3 separate regions of the Mus musculus genome follow, and all the other regions are linked to region 1. The links are chromatin contacts, called in public HiChIP or PLAC-seq maps. All regions are on one chromosome and are shown on one strand. The core of a region is the stretch at or near the end of the contact, and the rest is flanking DNA. Distances in the headings are between cores, read along the strand shown.

Region 1 (3,161 bases), core at 178-2,677:
AGCAACGGCCAGACTTGTTGAGGAATGGCTTGGGAGAGACACCAAGGGTGTTGCAGGGACTTTCAGGCCTAAAGCATTCAGTCAGGTGCGCTGGGCCAGGAGGATATTGGGAAGTCTGAGTAGGGAGAAGCAGAGGATGGTGCCCAGCTTGCCTGGCTCCTCACGCCACCTCTAGGCTCTGTCTCTGTCCCCGCAGGAGGACAACCATAACTACTACGTGTCCCGTGTCTACGGCCCTGGTGAGAAACAAAGCCAGGATCTGTGGGTGGACCTGGCTGTGGCCAACCGGAGTCATGTGAAGATCCACAGGATCCTCTCCAGTTCTCACCGACAGGCTTCAGTGAGTGCCTAGGCCTAACAGGACTCGGGGCTAGGCCAGCAATGGCGGCCTGGGAGTACATGGGGCTATGGCCTGAGATTTGTAATTGGAGCGGGTTCAGTCAGAGGAAGCTCAGTGGGGTACCCAGCTGTCATCCTAGGAGCCATCCCCTGGATATGCTGGTGCCCACATTGTTCAGATAAGTCTGGTGTAGGGAGGGTGACCTGTGTCTGGCAGGCAGTACCACCCATGGGGACTCTCTCCTGTCCCTGCAGAGAGTGGTCTTGTCCTTTGATTTCCCTTTCTATGGGCATCCTCTGCGGCAGATCACCATAGCAACCGGAGGTAAGGACAAACCAATGAGGTTGGGGGGAGGACGTGGAGGTCTCAGCCTGACTCAGAGAGGGACTCACTGAAAACAGGTGGTGGATAGGTGGGTGAGGGAGGGAGGAACTCAGGGACTGTCTCAATTGCCCCACCCAAATCAGATGATCTGTGTGCGTGCCTGCCTGTGGGACTCTGAGCATGAGTTCATTACTCTGGGCCCAAACAGCTGGCATGTGGACCTCTGGGGTCTCTTTTTCGGAGACCGAGGGATCAAGGACTCAGGTCCCCTGATCCGAGGACCTCTCTGACTTCCTGTTACTTTCATCCTATTTCCTGAAACAGGAGAGGTTGGGAGTCACTTCCTCTCCCTTCTCCCACCCCTTGTGCTTGTAATCTGTGCCTATCCAGAGATATGGGGCAAGCATTCTCTAATCTGGGCCATTTTTCTATCTCACCAAGTACAGAGCCCACTGGGTAGGGAGGGGTTGAAGCCATCAGACTCTTTTCTAGCCCCTGCCAGTGGGGGGATGGGGGAGACCCTAGAGGTAACTTTTTGACCCATCTCTGATACCTCCAAACTTCTCTCTCCTTAGGCTTCATCTTCATGGGGGACATGCTCCACCGGATGCTCACAGCTACGCAGTATGTGGCACCCCTGATGGCCAACTTCAACCCCGGCTACTCTGACAACTCCACGGTTGCTTACTTTGACAATGGTGAGGTCAGATCTTAGAGTATATAGTTCACCCAGCACCGGGGTGGGTGTTCCTGGTCTAACCACTTCCTGGGAGCCCTCAGCCCACAGTCACACAGGCAGGCAGCCACCTTTCCTTCTACCCTGTGCTGTCTTCTCATCTGAAAGAAGGGAACTGAGGTGGTGCTGTCTAGCCTTGTTGAGCCAGATGAGGGTGCCAAACCTTTCGGGGAGGGGGTGTCCTCTGCTTCTTACAACCATGAGCCCCCACTCATGTAGGAGACAGGCATTTCCATGTTCTCCTTTTGTCTCCAGGAATCAGGAGAGGCAAGAGAGAGGTGTGCACATCATAAGAGATGAGCAATTTGGAGAGCTAGAGCAGAAACAGGATCTTTTGGGGGCCTCTATGACTCGGAAACCAGGCTGGTGTCTGTGGGTTGCTTAGTTCCCGCTTCTCAAACTCACAAATGGCTCCCATCTCCGACCACCACGATATCTGCTGGGTCCCCTGCACTGTCTCCCTGTTCAGCCAAGACTCTGTTCTCTTCCCCAGGGACCGTTTTTGTGGTTCAGTGGGATCATGTTTACCTCCAGGACCGGGAGGACAGGGGCAGCTTCACCTTCCAGGCGGCCCTACACCGAGATGGCCGCATTGTCTTCGGCTACAAAGAGGTGAGTATGTTTTAGAGCCTGTCATTCATGCAGCAAAGCTTTGTAGAGGAGCTGTAGTGTGGGGGGGACCGGGCTAGGTGCCAAGACTGCTCTGGGCTTATCTGGACTTGGGGCTTACGCAGCTACAAATTTCACAGAGAGATGATTACAAAGACAAACACTGAATTGCTGCTATGACTGGTGCCCCCACATAAAGGTGCAAAGAGCCTGCTGTGGGGGTCTTCACGTCGTCAGAGGCCAAGGGAAGCTTCCAGGAGAAAAGGAGGGACTATATTAAAGGGTCATAGCGTTAGGAAGGCTGAGAACCAGTGCACTAGAAGGTAGCTTCTCTGGACCGGAGAGTCAGAGGATGAGGCAGGGGAACAACCAGATGGTCTTTTGCAAAGACCACTCTGGCTTCAGAGCAGACAGACTGTTTGTTGGGGACTTAAGGGAATGCCGGGAGATGGTGTAAGGAAAGTGACACAGCTTTGACTTGGGAGACAGAGGACTGGACAGAGATGAGAGCCACCAGGTTGACTCCTGGTATTTGGGGATGAATGAGAAGAGATGGAGAGTAAAGGAAAGAAAGGGGGAAGCCAAGGGCGACTTCTGGCCTGTGAAGAGCTAGAGGATCCATGCAGGAGGAAGCACAGCAGTTCTGGAGTGTGGTTGCAGGCGTTCGGGTTCTCGAGCTCTGAGCAGACAGCTGGGTGTGGAACTGAGTGGGGACTTTGTGACCGCAGAGGGTTCCGGGTGGATGGCAGGTGCCTCTTCTTCCTGCTGCAGATCCCCATGGCTGTCCTGGATATCAGCTCTGCCCAGCACCCTGTCAAGGCAGGCCTGTCCGACGCTTTCATGATTCTCAATTCATCCCCAGAGGTGCCAGGTGAGTCCCCAGGGGGCCTCTGTCTGACCCGGGTCCGTCTGCACCTACATTTCCTTGTTATAGCAGAGGGGTCATTTCTTGCCTAGCTGTGTCTAGAGAGAGGCACTGGCCTGGTTGCTGCGAAGGGGGTCGGGAGCCCCTGTACTCAGCACCTGCTCCATTTGCAAATTCTCCAAAGACTGTCACGCCAAGATGCACGCCATTACCCCAGCAGTCAGTAAGCCTTCCAGAATTCAAACAAAATGGCCTCCAACCCAGGGGATTAACAGGTGACCAGGGTG
Region 2 (3,161 bases), core at 197-2,696, 120 kb before region 1:
CTAAAAACCTACTCTGTTCTCCAGACAGCCTCACTGTCTCAGGCTGGTCTTGCACTCAGGATCCCCTCCGCCCAGCCTCGTGTGCCCAGGTGTGTGCTGGGTTCAGCCCAGCCAGACGGTCATCTTCCTTTACCACCATCCTCCTTTACAAAGGAAGACTCATCTTTTCAGTTCAGGAAGAGCAAAGAGAAGTGACAGGGAGACACATCTGTCTTTAGAGCCACATGGAGTCCAATAGAAAGGAACCTGGGCCCGGCCCAGGGAGGGGTCAGTTAATTCCACCTGCCCTTATACTTGCTTACTGAGAACACAGCTGCCCCCAGGGCCATAGTCAAAAAGGCCATGGATCTGAGTGGCTGGGAGGACTCAGTACATTCATGAGGCCCAGGGTTTGATCCTCAACACCAGAAACAAAAAGGATTCTGCTATCATTCTTTTCTTCTTTACTTTTTGAGATGTATTTATTTTAAATATGAGTGCTCTATCTGTATGTACACCTGAATGGCAGAAGAGGGTATCCCACCCCAGTATAGATGGTTGTGAAACCATCATATGGTTGCTGAAAATTGAACTCAGGGCCCTTAACCGATGAGCCATCTCTCCAGCCCCCTATAAAAAGCTTTTTATATTATAATCCCAGGACTAGGGAGAAGGAGGCAGGAGGATCAAGAGGTCAAAGCCATGTCTACTTAGTGAGTTCAAGGTCAGCCTGAGCTACATGAGACTCAGTTGGGGAGGCAGGAGCATGACTCAAGTGGCCTGTAAGGTACCTTCAGGCTCAAACAGTTTATGAAGCGCCTGCTAGATGGGAATGTCAGTCCTGCAGGTCTGGATAAGGTCCTGATGGGTGAACGTCAACAGATTAGTTCCTACAGAGGCAGAAAGGACCAGGAAAGGGGAAGGAGTCTGAGGTTGAGGCTGGGAGGCCGGAGACACAGTCCCTTAGCCTACAGACAGCCCTAACCTGCCCAAACCGCACGTCCACCACTTCTAGCTGTATGTCCTTGAAAGAGTTAACATTTCTGGACCCTGTGTACAAGGAGTCATGTATGTTATCTATATCAAGCCGAGAGAAAGCTATTCACAGTAGTGCCAAGTAGCTCTTGGTCCTCAGTAAAAGTCAGTTGAAGGACACAGCAAGCCAAGGGAGAAAAGTTATTTTCATGAATGCCCACCCTCAGTTGCTTATAGTTCTGGTCCCTGCCACATGTCAGCCCCATCAGTAAAGCTGGCCAGCTTCCCACATTAGCTGGAGTGCTCACGCAGACAGGACGTCATCTCTGAGATGCAGTCTCTGGGGTTCAGCATGAAGACCACTGAGGTGCCCAAGGGGCCCAGGGATTCACGATGACTATGGGAAGGAGATTCACAAGCCTAAGAGCCTAGCTGCATCCTGTCGGGACTCTTGTTTTGGTATCAACTGTGGCCGTACCATACTTGGCCACCAGGGGGCAGAGAGAATCTGTTCCGGAGACTGAGAAGAAGCCTTGCGGCTTTAAGGTAGGTTTTGGAGAAATTGGAAGACTCCATTTAGCTGGACTACACCCCCAAGGAGCCAAGTGAATCTCTGAAGAACTGGGCCCGGGAAAGGGACCAGAGTCTCGGGCAGTAGTGTGGCCAGCCAGGTTGCAAGGCGCCCCTGAACCGGTCAGGCTTCAGTGCACACTGTCCCTGGCCTCCTCTATGCCAGCCTCCGGTCTCACACACCAGAAGCTAAAACAGGTTCATCCTACCTCCCCTTGCTGGGGACAGAAACTGAGAGGCAGGTGAGGCCCCAAAATAGGCTATGGTTGCAGAAGTGGGGGGTCGGGAGGTACAGATAGCAGGGAGAACCTGGGTTTTTCAAAAGGGTCTGTATGGGCTCCGCTCAAGGCTGTCAAGAGGCCAGGTTAGGTCCCTGTTTGGAAGAAAGGCATTAGCCTGGTCAAAGTTTCAGCAGAAAGAGGCAGCCTGTCATAGGTCTAGAGAATAGAAGAGAGAGCCAGGAAGTGATGGGAGGCAAGGTCAGGTTTCTGTTTCCAGGTCAGTCAGCTCCTGTGGGCGCTAAGAGAGTGATAAAGTCTTTTTTGTTTGTTTTTGTTTTTCGAGACAGGGTTTCTCTGCATAGTCCTGGCTGTCCTGGAACTGGACCAGGCTGGCCTCTAACTCAGAAATCCTCCTGCCTCTGCCTCCAGAGTGCTGGGATTAAAGGCGTGTACCGCTACCACCTGATTTTTTTTTTAATAGATTTATTTCTTTTTCCTTTATGTGTGTATTTTGTCTGCATGTATGTATGGGCATTGTGTGAGTGCCTGGGTTCCTGAAGACTTCAGAAGAAGGCATCAGATCCCCTGGAACGAGACTTCCGGTAGTTATGAGCCACGAGTGTATGCTGGGAACTCAGCCTGTATCCTCTGCAAGAGCTGCAAGTGCGCTTACCCACTGAGGCACCTCTCCAGCCCCTAGCCCTTAGCTTTTTGAGACACCTTCTCACTCTGTAACCCAAGCAGGCCTTGGACTCAGCCTTTCTTATGCTGGGATTACAGGAGTGAGCCACTACATCTGACATCAAGGATTTGGGGAAAGAGGATTATGAGACAGGATTCCATTCTAGATTAGACGGACCTCAAACTGATGGTAATCTTTCTACTTCAGTCTCCAAGTGTGCACAGGTTACAGGTGTACACCCTCATTCCTAGTCTCCAGTGCCATGTGAGTGTGTGTTTCTGCACATGTGTGAGTGTGTATGCATGTGTGTAGAAGTTTAAAGTCAACCCCAAGTGCCTTTCTCAGGTCTCACTCCACCTTAGTTGTATTTTAAATATTTTGTTTGTCATTTTTTTTGTTTATTTTGTGATGGGGTTTCTCTGTGCATTCCTGGCTGTCCTGGAACTCACTTTGTAGACCAGGCTGGCCTCGAACTCAGAAATCCACCTGCCTCTGCCTCCCAAGTGTTAGGATTAGAGATGTGTGCCACTGCACCCAGCAAATTTTTTTTAGACACTCAGCCAAGCATAACAAAAAAAGACAACATCCCCAGCTCTGAGATTACAAGTATAGACCATCACAACTGCTGTCTCTGTGTGTGTGTGTGTGTTCACATGTCTGTGGGCACACACTTGTGCTTATGGAGGTCAGAGGATGACTGCAAGTTCAAGTCCAGCTTGGACTTCATAGTGAGT
Region 3 (3,161 bases), core at 493-2,992, 72 kb before region 1:
TCCCACCAACAAACTCAGCACTAGTGCCAACTTGTATCCATGCAAAAGAAGATAGTTACCACCCAGCAACTGCACAAGATGGGAGAAAAAATATCACCAGTGTGAATGTAGAGCCGGACCGGTCTTAAGCTTGCTGACAAGTGCTCTACCCAGTGTACCCATCTAAGAGGCAGAGTGAAAGGCTAGACCATTCTCACCTATGCCCATATGCCTGCCCTTCCGTCGGGCCAGGGTGTTTTTCCGGCAACGAGCCCGGGAATGGACAGTCACAGGCTTGCGGATGATCAGCCCATCCTTGATCAGCTTCCTGATCTGCTGACCTGGGAAGGCACAACACACCCGTTAGTAAAGTGCCAGCCACAAAAGTCAAGCTCTTACCCTTGACCCAACATCCTGAAAAGGAGATGAAATCCTGGAATACTTATTTTAAAAAGAACATTTACCTCGTAAATATTTCATAGCATATTGGTGTATCTGAAATGCAGTTTAACAAAGTACTTGGTCTGATACTAACAAGGCTTGCTTCTGTCTTGAAACCTCATCCAACATCCTCCAGTCTTTAAATATCAAAAACTTCCACGGGACATAAAATACTCACTTTACTCATAAATTATTAATGTAACACGAGATGGTTGCACCCTATAAACTATTTCTATATACAATGATATATGTATAAGACATACATACTTATCTCCTTATAGGTAGATAGTGAGTGAGGGTGACAGATCATACTCACGGGAGTTGGCATTGGCGATTTCATTGGTCTCATTGGGATCCAACCAGACCTTCTTTTTCCCGCAGCGGAGGACACTAGAGGCAAGCCTCTTCTGTAGCCTGAGCATACTGGGTACACAGAAAGCACTAGTAAGCCCTGGAAGCGACATCTGAACAACAACAAACACTCCAAGCAAAATCTTCCCTCTAAAATATACACCAGTATGCATACATTTCTATTAAGGGCAAACACACCCCCTAGACCTAAAATTTTTGCCACCCCTTCCTGTCCTCTAATAACTATTTCCAAAGCAAGGCCTTAAATCCAAACCAAGAAAGACCTGGGCAATGAACGTGGCCAAAGTGGCCAGCCATTTGAGATCTGGGGTGGGGGGAAGGGGTGCTTAAGCTCTTCCGGGTACTTGGCTCGGTGAAGACTTTAATGTTAAGGATCAGACACGAATTGATCAGACTCGACTGTGACGCAGCCTGTTTACCCAGAACAGGCGAGGCTCTTTGCTTTCTGGGCTCTTTTTCACGTTAATAAACCTCGTCCAGCCGTTCGGGCGGAAGCCGACCCGGCACCTCATCCTCCGCACTCGGAGGCCTGGCCTTGCCCGAGACTTGTCCCACGTTACATGGTAGGGGTCTGTTGGGCTCCGGCGAGCCGAGGAGCCACTCAGGGCCCTGTCGCCGCTGCTCTCCCCGCGCCCTGCCTCACAACGCGTGACAGGCAGAGAGCGGCGCCCGCGGGAGATCTTCGGGCCTCGGCGTCCCGCGTTCCACCCTCCCTAGGCCCAGGCCGTGCGCGCTCTCCGCGCTCCGGGTGCGGCCGCACCACGCTCGCCTCCCCTCTCCCCTCTGCCATCCGGGGTCCCGGCCCCGATCCCTGCCAAGCCTTGCCGGCCCCGTCGGCCCCGTCGACCTCATCGGCCAAGAACCGAGAGCCGGGCCCGCTCACCTCATGGCTGCGGCCGCAGCAGCGAAAGGAAAGAGCTTGTGGGCCGCAGGCTCCGCCCATTATCTGCGAAGGGGAGAGCCCAAGCCCCACTCCATGATTGTCTGTATTTACGCTACGCTATTTCACCTTATTTCATCTCACACTAATTTGTTTTCTTCCTAAAAAATCGTGATCCTAGATACTGGAGATCGAGAATCAGTTTTAAACTGTAAAACACAAAAGACCTACCCCTTTCGTCGGGCAAAATGGTTCAGTCCGACTCCGCGGCGCACATGCGCAGTGAGGGCGTTTGGTCACGTGGTCCTCTGGGTAGCCGGAAGTCACGCTAAGTCGCGCAGGCGGCGTGAGGAGGGTTTGGCCTGGACGGCCTGGTCTTCGCGGAGGGCTAGCGGTCTGTGAAAGGTTTCTAGATTAGCTGGGAGAAAAGGAGCGAAGGGAGTGTTAGAGAATAAGGACGGCGGAGAGCCAGCGGACACTACCCCGCTTTCGCTCCCAGAGAGTAGTAGCTCGCGCGCAGGCAAAAACCAAGAGATTTTTCTCAGTGCCCCCGCAGATCCCTATCTCTGGATGCTTCCATTTCAATCTCCATTGTAGTCTGAACCTAAGCCTCGTATTTCTGTCATCCACTTGTGAAAATCATATGCATCTACTATTACAAAAAAGGCGTTAGCACAAGCAAGCGGAACCAATCTCGTTTGGCTCAATCTGCACTGTAGCAAGTCCGTGTGAGGAGACCCTACATTGACTAAACGAAGGGTTGTCAGAACAAAAAAGGACGAATGGCTTTGGAGACCTCTGACTGAAAACCCAAAGAGAATGTTCTGGGGGCCAAAAGTTCAAATATCTGGAGCTCCGGAGCGGAGCAGCTGGCTTACTCCCTTAATCCTGTCAGGAAATGATATGGACCCAAATTTAAGGTGGTCCAGGCAATCTGGGCTACAGAATAAGACCCCAGTACTTGGGAGGCAGAAGGATCAGAATTTCAAGGCCACCCTTAGCGACATATGGAGTTCAAGGCCAGCCCGGATATTGGGAGCCCCGATTAAAAAACAAACCCAAAAACCAGGGAGTGGGACTAGAGATGGCACAGGCTTGTGCGTTTGCAATGGATTGCAGTTGGATTCCCAACATCCATATCTGCCTGTAAACATTCAGAACTGTCAGTAACTCCTTGCTACCTGGTGCCCTGTGCCAGTCTCATGCGCTGGCACAGTGAGGTAGAGCAGATATGATGGCATGCATGGATATGCACATAAATAAAAATAACCCTGTTTTTTAAAAGTCCTAGACCCAAGCTGGGTATTGTAGTATGTACCAGCACTCAGGAGGCAAAGGCAGGTGGATCTCTGTGAGTTTGAGAACAGCCTGGTCTAGATCAGGGTTCTGGTCCTCTTGCTTACTTGAATCAAGAGTCTTTCTTTTTCTCTGCTTGTTTTTGAGACAAGGTCCTGTTATGTAGCCTAGGATGGCCTCAACTCTATCTTCC

What was found. HiChIP or PLAC-seq counts read pairs in DNA pulled down with a chosen protein or histone mark.
Region 2: a contact with region 1 is called in an H3K27ac HiChIP or PLAC-seq map of regulatory T cells, with 3 times the contacts expected there. The contact joins two enhancer-like sites. A contact is called at or near these places in 9 of 39 promoter capture datasets (the C10 cell line, cranial neural crest, embryonic stem cells and 5 more), 2 of 484 Hi-C or Micro-C datasets (large pre-B cells and liver) and 2 of 115 datasets of contacts at active chromatin or transcription factors (large pre-B cells and regulatory T cells).
Region 3: a contact with region 1 is called in an H3K4me3 HiChIP or PLAC-seq map of the SCID.adh cell line, with 24 read pairs. The contact joins the promoter of Rpl19 here to the enhancer-like site in region 1. A contact is called at or near these places in 2 of 39 promoter capture datasets (embryonic stem cells and stem cell-derived epiblast-like cells), 1 of 15 datasets of contacts at CTCF or cohesin (CD8 T cells), 2 of 484 Hi-C or Micro-C datasets (cerebral cortex and large pre-B cells), 10 of 115 datasets of contacts at active chromatin or transcription factors (CD8 T cells, the SCID.adh cell line, bone marrow-derived macrophages and 6 more) and 3 of 9 other capture datasets (adipose tissue, liver and pancreatic islet).

The regions. Positions count from the first base shown.
Region 1 is chr11:97,953,602-97,956,762 of GRCm38.p6, reverse strand. It overlaps Plxdc1 (plexin domain containing 1), which reads left to right. Exons shown (of 14, transcript NM_028199.3): 3 at 197-340; 4 at 595-664; 5 at 1,240-1,362; 6 at 1,894-2,012; 7 at 2,781-2,880. Among named protein-coding and RNA genes, the nearest start is that of Plxdc1, 31 kb to the left of the region's middle. Within about 2 kb of position 1,427, at least 54 of the 459 cell types and tissues checked have an H3K27ac peak or open chromatin away from gene starts, as enhancers often do. A contact at or near this core is called in CD8 T cells, the SCID.adh cell line, double positive thymocytes and 2 more, where this site is marked.
Region 2 is chr11:98,073,871-98,077,031 of GRCm38.p6, reverse strand. No RefSeq gene overlaps it. Among named protein-coding and RNA genes, the nearest start is that of Stac2, 22 kb to the right of the region's middle. Within about 2 kb of position 1,446, at least 30 of the 459 cell types and tissues checked have an H3K27ac peak or open chromatin away from gene starts, as enhancers often do. A contact at or near this core is called in regulatory T cells, where this site is marked.
Region 3 is chr11:98,025,505-98,028,665 of GRCm38.p6, reverse strand. It overlaps Rpl19 (ribosomal protein L19), which reads right to left and starts at 1,742. Exons shown (of 6, transcript NM_009078.2): 1 at 1,676-1,742; 2 at 737-843; 3 at 198-320. The coding sequence starts at 1,680.